Linked DNA regions of Mus musculus: region 2 is linked to region 1. The links are chromatin contacts, called in public Hi-C maps. All regions are on one chromosome and are shown on one strand. Each heading gives the region's core, a stretch centred on a gene start, on an enhancer-like site or on the middle of the called end of the contact. The rest is flanking DNA. Distances are from core to core; before and after follow the strand shown.

Evidence for each region. A called contact is a pair of places that touch in the nucleus more often than the background predicts.
Region 2: a Hi-C map of bone marrow-derived macrophages shows a contact between it and region 1, with 37 read pairs. The contact joins two enhancer-like sites. A contact is called at or near these places in 4 of 484 Hi-C or Micro-C datasets (the N1E-115 cell line, bone marrow-derived macrophages and ganglionic eminence) and 4 of 115 datasets of contacts at active chromatin or transcription factors (acute myeloid leukemia and embryonic stem cells).

What each region holds. Positions count from the first base shown.
Region 1 is chr13:51,944,185-51,948,669 of GRCm38.p6, forward strand. No RefSeq gene overlaps it. Among named protein-coding and RNA genes, the nearest start is that of Gadd45g, 100 kb to the left of the region's middle. Within about 2 kb of position 1,862, at least 49 of the 459 cell types and tissues checked have an H3K27ac peak or open chromatin away from gene starts, as enhancers often do. A contact at or near this core is called in bone marrow-derived macrophages, where this site is marked.
Region 2 is chr13:52,187,122-52,191,606 of GRCm38.p6, forward strand. No RefSeq gene overlaps it. Among named protein-coding and RNA genes, the nearest start is that of Gm33041, 34 kb to the right of the region's middle. Within about 2 kb of position 2,595, at least 64 of the 459 cell types and tissues checked have an H3K27ac peak or open chromatin away from gene starts, as enhancers often do. A contact at or near this core is called in bone marrow-derived macrophages, where this site is marked.

The DNA of each region.
Region 1 (4,485 bases), core at 612-3,111:
TTGAGAAGCCTCTTATAAACCTGGCTACAGCAGAGCCAGGGCGTCCATCTCTAAGGCAAACCACTTAGGCCAACCCAGTTTCAGGAGGTGCAGGATGTATGGCTGTGTCTAACCACTTCAGCTTCCCCGTGACATTGTTTCCATCTCTGTACCCACTGTAGCAGCAAGGCCAAGCCAACAGAGGCCTCATCTGACATAGGTACTCACAACCCTGTTCCTGGAACCCCCACACTAAAGTGAAAAAAGCAAATGAGCCATCTCCGATGCATTTGACACAAGAAAAATTTCTATTAGATTGACAGCCAAGCAATACAATTTTAAACTCATTTGATTTCTTATATAGGCATTTTGGCTGCATGTCTGTCTGTATACCATGTGTGTGCCTAGTGCCTTTGGAGGATGGAAGGAAGGAAGGTATCAGAGTCTCTGGAACTGCAGTCACTCACAGATGGTTGTTAGTCACCATGTGGATGCTGGGGATAGAAGCCAGGTCCTCTGGAAGAGCAGCCAGTGCTCTTAACCACCTCTCTAGCCCCAGCAGTAACATTTTAGCGGAGAGAAGAACAAGTAACCAAGGTGACTGTTAGTTACCCAGAGCCAGGCTGCCCCTCATTCACTTTCTCTACCTAATGAGTATTAAGTCACTTTCCTGGCTCCCACTGGAAACAGCACTAGAGTCATGGATTTCACAAAACCCTGTGCTAAACTGTGCTGCTTTTGTTGGGGAATTTCCACTCGGCCTTTGGACGCACTGACATTTACCCCCGATTGGACATACTCTCAATGTCATGTTATACCGGCTGTGTATGGACCTTGGCTCATTAAATCCTTTGTGTGCGTGTGCACACATGTATATGTGTGTGTGTTGTGTGTGTGTGAGTGAGTAGTGGATGTGTATGAGGGATGCATGTGTATGCATGTGTGTGTGTTTGGTGGATATGTGTGGTAGATGTGTTTGTGTAGTGGATATGTGTGGTAGATGTGTATATCTAGTATATGTGTGTAATGGATATGCATGTGTGTTTTATGTGTGTATGTGTGTGTGTATAGTGAATGCATGTGTGTAGTGGATGTGAATGTACGTGTGTATGTATGTGTGTGTATGTGGTGTTTGTATATGTGTGTATTTGTGGTGTGTGTGTGTATGCATGTGTGGTGCTTATGTGTGTGTGTGCATGTGTGTACACGTATGCTTATGACCAGGAGCCCAGGGACAATCTTGGCTGTTGTTTCTCAGACTCCATCCACCCTTATCTTTTCCAGACAGAGTCTCTTACTGGCCTAGAATTCCCCAAGCAGACTAGAATCCCTTCCCATTGAGCTCCAGGGATCCTGCCCTTGGTCTCTGCCCTCCCAGTGTTGGGATTACAAGAGCAAACAGCCACACTGCGTGGACATATCTAACTTGACACTTCTGTAGTGTGTATATGTGCATGCTCTCTAGAGCTGGAGTTATATGGATGCTAGGAACCGAACCCAGATTCTCTGCAGGAGCAGGGCATACTCTAACTGCCAAGCCATCTGCCCACCTCCAAGTCTGCTCTTCTTTACATAGACTGTGGAGATTATACTCAGGTCTTCGGATTTTCAAGGCAAGTACTCTTCTGAGTATCTTCCCAGCCCAGCTTCTTAAATGTAGACAACTTTACCTAAGTGACTGTCAATATTCCCACTCAAAAAACCAACCAAACAAACCCCACAAAACCCAGTTCAGATTAAGTGCAGGGCCCATGCTTCACTGCAGCCCGCGTTCTCCACATCCTACCATGCTGCCGCCAAGTAAGAGTAACTCCTTGACTGGTGACTGTCAATGGCACTGGGCCTTTGGTCTCTACTGCTGCTCCCGATATGGAGTCACACCAGGTACGACTGAGAGGAAGGAGGGTGTGAAGCCACAGAGTCTAGACTGCTGGCTAGTCTGTGGGAGGGCAGGTGGGTGTTCCATGAGCAGTCAGTCAGTCAGTCAGTCAGTCAGTCAATCAGTCAGTCAGTCAAGAGAAAAGTGTGAAAATAAACTCTGGCCCATGACTGAGAAGCCAGCAAAGGCTAATGGGAGCTTTGTGTGAAAAGCCAATATGGACAGAGCCAAGTTTATTTGCACTTGGCCAGTGATCACTTCCTGTTTCTAAGAATAGAGGCCCCTCCCTGGTGGACATAAAGCATGTCTTACAAAAGAGCTTCTTGCTGATCTCAGGCCAGCCACTTGGCAGCATGGCACGTGGCCTGTACTTCCTACAACATGCTCCGGGCTGAGCAGTGGAGACTGGAAGTGTTGGATGGAAAGCTCTGGGCAGTGGGATGTCTGGATGTGAGAGCAGCTGTCTCAGCACACTCCTTTCTGGGGAAATGGGCCTGTAAGAACAGGGATGGCTTGGGGGGAGGGGCGGGGAGAGGTGGTTGGTGGTCCTTTCCCTCTGTACTGAGGTGTTAGAACAGGTCAGGTGTGTGTTCGGGTATTGTGTGAAAGTGTAGGTGCATTTAGAGTTCAGAGAACAAGCTTAAGTGTGCTTGTCTTGGAGACAGGGTCTCTCTCTGGGCTGAGACTTAGCAACTAGGCAGTGGCTGACCATCAAGGGCCAGAGATTCCACCGCCCCAGTAGTGGGTTTACTAGTGCTTGCTGCTATAGTTGGCATTTTATGTGGTTTGGGGCCTTGAACTCAGGTCCTTAGGCTTGCATGACAAGTACCTTACTGTCTGAGCCATTTCTCTAGCCCAGTTGTTTTTAATAAGGATAGTTGTCAGATCGGGTTAGCATTCTCTCTGAAGTCCTTATTCTAAGCCAACCATGTGCAAAGAACCTCCTTCTAAAGAAGGTCCCAACCACAGGTTCTGAGTTCGGCACTCTTTTGTAGGGAAGCAGTTTGGTCTTATAGAGAGGAGATTTTGACAGTCGTCTTTCTAGTCTGTTTCTTTACAAACCTCCCATGCCTGACTAATTAACTCCCTGCACAGATGAGGCAAGGTGTGGGCGAAGTAACAAAGGTGTCCATCCAACCGTCCCACAGTTGCCGCAGGAGGAGATCAGCTGCTCTCTGTCCCACTGACACACCCTGGAACTCAATGTGCTGAGCCTTCTCCTGTCACCTGTAAACAAGTCCTCCTGAACCGGAGGCAGCATCCCTGTGCCCTGATAGGACTCCCAGGACACAGCATACTGGGTCCCTTTGGAGCTCCACTTGGAGCCTCCACGCATTAGCCTTTGCCAGTGGTAGAGGACACGGGATCCTCTTAGTAGGCTTCAGGTAAAAACACCATGAGAAAAAGGTTTCTTGACAGCTGCTTATTTTCTGCTGTTGTGACTGTCTCTGAGAGCAGGGCATGTGGATAAGCTGATCAGGACATACACTCTGAGGGCTGTGCCTTCTTCAAGGGACCTCAGGGCACCACAAATGCAATAGACTTTCGTCCTGACAGTGTCTCCTTCTCCCTTCCCTGAAAGTGCTTGCTGCCTTGGAGCAGGACGCTGCCCTTTTGGAGTCCACTTCAGTTCTGCCTCTGGGACCCTGCCTCACTGGCACTAGCACAGGGCAGGCATAGAGCAGATTCTGAGGACATGCCTGAGTGGACAGGGAGGAGGGAGGGTCACCTTTCTGGGGCCTCTTTGGTCTCTGTCAGATGCCGTGGGGGCTTATCACCACCCCGAGCCTGAAGATTCCCTGTCCCTTTACAGCAGGTTAATTCTAGGTCATAGGAATAGGAACACGGAGTCAAAGAGAGTGGCAACCCAGGGATCCCAGCTATGGCTGGGTCACTGTCAAATGTCACATGGAGCCGTTTGCTCAGTGGTCCCCGTGGCCCGTGGGAGGGCTGCCCTTCTGTGAATGGAGGGCCCTGTTTGTGGAGAGTTTACATTGAGCACATTCATAGCCAGTGGCTTTTGATATCCAGTGATCATTAGTGCTTGAGGGGAACACTAGAAGAAATTCATGTGTGTACATGTTTTTTACACATATTTGCCTACCCAGACCACATCCACATGCGCACTGACACCAACCTGCACTCTCACACATGAATCAACACCCATACATATATATGTGAACATCTGTGTAACACACAGACACACATGCACACCCAAAGCACATGCAACCATGTACACACACAAGAATACACAGCCAAACTGCCCTACTGAAGTTTGAACAAGCTCACAGGCTCATGCACACATGTATGCAATACACTCAAACTACATGTACATGCTACATACACACCCACACATGTGAATGCATATGCAAACCACACCCACGTGCACATGTATATGCATACATTCACACTCAATTCATATGTACCTGCATACAAATACATGCATACACACACACACACACACACACACACACACACACACACACACACACACACACACAGAGTACTCACATAAGCCCAAGCTACTCTGGCTAGAGAGAGTGCTGATTTTTAAAGAAAGCTCACAGCCTTACATATAATGTCACAAGCCCCTGAGGCCCTGCTCCCTCTCCTGTCAGCACACTAGG
Region 2 (4,485 bases), core at 1,345-3,844, 240 kb after region 1:
CTCACCTGGGCCACTCCTGGTGGTGTTTATGTCTTTTAGATTGCAGCTCTGTTTGGGGTTGTGGAGGCCATGTTGCCTCATGCAGTCTGCCTTGCCCTGAGACAGATTGCCACCCTACATAAGGACTTATCGGCTCCTGGAACCAGCTCTGTCCCGACTTGCCCTCTTTGTACTGGACAATGGGGATGGGATCATATTTGGGAAGCATCCTGCTTCAAGATAGCTCACTATGAACAGAGCTATCTATTGGTACAAGGATAGACAAGGACCAAGTCCCTCACTGAGAAAGGAACTTCCTTTCTTGGGTCTCCTTTCATCTTTGCAGGAGGAGCCACTCAACATTACTGGCTTAAAAATAACCTAGAGGGAAGGCGGGACTAAAGAGATGTCTCAGCCCTTATGACTATGTATGCTTTTGCAGAAGACCTGAGTCAGATTCCCAGTACCCACGTCGGGTGGCTGACAACTTTGTATCACTCTATTCGACTCCAGCTTCAAGGGATCCCATGTCCTCTTCTGGCCTCCAAGGGGACATGCACAGATGTATTATGTATTATGCCCTGACATACACATAATAACAAATAAACATCACTTTAAAGGCCAGGGATGCAGTTCAATTGATAGAAGCATTAAAGGAATCTCCCGTCTAAAAGATGACAATGGAGTTTAGTTATTATTGTTGATGAGTGTTTTGTCAGGAAAGCAAAGAAAAAAAATTTCCCAATAAAATATAATTTATATCAAGAATCCTTACCCACTACTTACCCCCAACAAAGACATCAGGGGCTCCATCTGAAGCTGGGCATCCTAGTTCTCCTCTGGGACTTTTTTGCCTTGAGCTGAGGGCACTGAGACCATGCTGGGCCTGTTGCCTTGCCAGGATCTGGCTTCCCTCCCTGAGGTTGGCTTACTGGCCACATCATGCCCCCAGCTGGCCTGCCCCGTTCCACATTCCAGCTCTCTGTCTTCCAGCACTCACAGAGGCTGTCTTTGCTCACTTGGACACAGACTCTACGCTTCAGTCTATAGGTCACTTTCCCCGTGGGACCTTAGCGTTATGCCGCCGATGAGGTGGCCTCAACGCAGTTCTGAGGAACTATATTCCAAGCAGTTCTACATGTCTGTGAGTGCAGGGGTCCATTTCTCCCTGTAGGTGGAATGAGAAGCCTGGATTACCCAGCAGCTAATCCCCAATCTCTCCACCAGCTTCAGCAGCCAAGTCCATATGACGACAGCACCCCTTGGACTCTGTTCTGTGTAGGAAGGCTTAGCTATTGACATAAGGCCAGCTGTACACTGCCTGGACAATGGGGACAATCCTGCCAGCTCTGCTCCTGCCTGTCACAGTTGTCATGTCCTGTTGAGGTGACACAGCCCTCCAAGACTTTTCTTGTCTCTGTTTCTCTTTTAAGCACTCAAATATCAGCTTTACTCTGACCATAGACCTCAGGGAAGGCCAGCAAACAGAACCTGGATCCTTCCAGATTGCCGGGTTGCTCAGTCATGATTACCATAGCTTTCATGTGGTTTGAATGATTACACCAAGATTCATGTGGTGGGAACCTGGTGCCAAGTGCGGTGGAATTGAGACTGTGGGACCTTTAAGAGGGGCAGCCATGACTAATGATGTCACAACTACTAACCCTGTTGAGTAACATTCATGATGGCTCTTCCCTCTGAAAGAATTGTATGTCCCTCAAGACTCATTAGTTGTCATGGGGACAAATTACTGTGAAGAGGAAGCTGACTTTTGCATCCCTCTGGCTTTCTGTCTGGTCATGTGATCATTCCCTCTTGTCCCATCTTCCTTATCATGTTGAGGTGGAGCCAGAAATCTCTCACCAGAGCCAAGCAGACACCAGGGCCACATACTTGAGCACCAGAACCAAAAGCCAAGTAAGTGCCCTTTTTTTCCTTATATAGTTGCAAGCCTCAAATTTTTGGTATAGCAACGAGAAACAGACTAATCTATTTTCAGCTGAATCATTTATAACATGAGCCCTCCAGCCCTACGTGTTCTGAGTTCTAGCCTCCCAGAAGCCTCCAAATCCCAGGAACAAAAGACACCACTGACCCAGATCAGCCATTGATAACATCTGTCCACCGTGCACGTGCAAACAGGCATTTGCAAAGAAACTTATTCAGCAGCTACTCATCCAGACCCTGGGCCTGGATCTTCCCGAAATGGCATAGTCAAGGTTTGTAAAGCAAGTCATTTGAAAGGTGATTCGCTTGGAAAATGCATTTTTAAATGGGATGGTGCTGTTCAGGCTCCAGTCTCGGTGACCTCAGGGATGCACGCACGCAGTCTGAACAGTGCACAATTGTAACTGTTCCATCAGGCAGGGGGTACTCTAGGAAGAAATGCCTGTACTATCAGACTATTGAAACAGGTTGAAGCTTGCTCCAACCGCTGGACTTTTCCTGGGAATCCCATGCTGAGGCAAAAAAAAAAAAAAAAAAAAAAAAAAAAAAAAAAGGTTGAAGCTTGGTGTTGATTAGAGGAGGAACTTGCCTTGCCTCCCAGGAAGAGACGTCCCACAGTTCTGATCTCTCGCCAGAACACTTTGAGGAAGGACTGAACTAACTGGAGCTGTGTCAGGGATGGGCTGATCCTGGGCAGGACCACACCCTGACCTGACTGCTTAGCTATGCATGCCTCTTGCATTCTATTTAAGCCTAAGCTTCCTGTCGAGACTCTGGCGATAGACTGGGGGTAACTTCTTCCTTCTTCCTGACAGGATCATATGAACCCCCCGCCCCGCTTCTCTGCCTTTCACTATTACTACTCTCTTTGACTGGTACGACAGGTCGGGTGGTTGAGCCTGCCTTGTAGCTGCCAGGGTGTAGGCTCTGACCCACACAGCTCTAGTGACATGGTACAGATAAGTGACTGCTATTCCACTTTGGAATGTCAAGTGTGACCCCTGAAGGTCTTGCCCTTGTAAAAGGAAGGGATTGGCTGATGTCGCCAGGTCAGATGCTCTGAGAGGAGGGTGCCTAGCTCTTGGCCCTGCATAGATTTGGTTTTGGTTTTATTGATCCATAACAGGACAGATACTGTCACTCATCTGTCTTGGTCTCCGAGGTCAGCAGTTGAGGGTTGGAGTTAGGTGTAGTCTGTTTAAAACACTATTGTTAATTCATCCTGTCAGACAGCATTATAACCAGGACTGATAGCAAAACATGTCCTCCTTCCCTGTTCCACCGGGTCAGCCTGGCACGGGAGCTGTGTGCTTACTTGCTGGTGACCCTCCTCTGAGAAGGAAAGTGACTTGGCCAAGGTCACACAGCCTAGAGGCTCATGAGTCAGACGTTTTAGACCTGACTCTCCACTCACTCCATTGTGTCTTAGATGTCAGCCAGGGCCACACGACACGTGAAGTACCTCCATTAACTCGTTTTTCTAGATTATTGTTCTCCACGCCCTTGTAGCTGCTGATTCTGCACGAAGGCTCCGGGCTCACAGGAAGTAGAGACAGCCAGACTGTAAGAGAGTACTATGGACTGTCCATTAATCATGTGGCACAGAACCTTCCCTGACTTTAAAAGGTATAAGAAGTTACTCTCTCCCCACCACTTAGACTTGCTTTGTCCTCTGAGTCCCTGCCCAGGATGCTGTCTGTCTGACCATCCATGGCATTAATAATCTTTTAATACATCTCTTATTCAAATAGCAATCTACTTCAGTATTCCCCTTAGACTCTAAACCCCCAAACCTTTTGAAATCCCTTTAAAATAAACAATAGAAAACTGGGCAAAGGGGGTGACTGCCCATCCCGGCACTCAGGAAGTGGGGGGGGGGGCGCGGTAGGATCAGGAGTTCAAGGTTATCGTCAACATCTTGAGATCAGGACTAGCCTGGGATGCATCCGGTCCTGTCTCAAACTACTCCTTGATCTCCCCTGCGCACATATGCATCTGTGATGGTTTTAACTGAGCCATCAAGCGGCAGGTTGAAATGAGCCAGGCAGTTAGTAACTACTCAATGCTAGAGATTTTACAGTGTGCAGAGGCAGGTTTGTATCTGACGAGGTTACTGAACACAAAGAGGGTTAATATGATATCATAGTCCAGCTGGTCCTTCCCTTCATGCCCTTGGCTAACTGAAGGTCAGCTCTGGCCTACTACTCTCCAAGAACAACCTGTGCATTTTAAGAGTGCTTCCAGGGAGTGGCATTTGATAAGCTTTTCCTAAGTCACCGAGAGGAAGGCTTCACTGGAGCCGTCCTTGAGAATTATGAACTCACAGAACGGCGTGAGTGGCTCTTTGGTTTTCTTAGAAATCTCTATCAGTCCCTTTCCAATTCAACCATGCATGCAGCCTGGTGAAGGTCAGAGTGAAACCCTGACTAAAGTCCACCACACTGCCTGTAACTGTAGCAGCAGGAGCTGGTGTTTGTGTGTGCGTGTGCGTGTGGGCTCCCAGAAAGCCCAGTGGGAGGCAGCTATCCTAGATGGCGGCTCACATAAGGAAGTGTACAG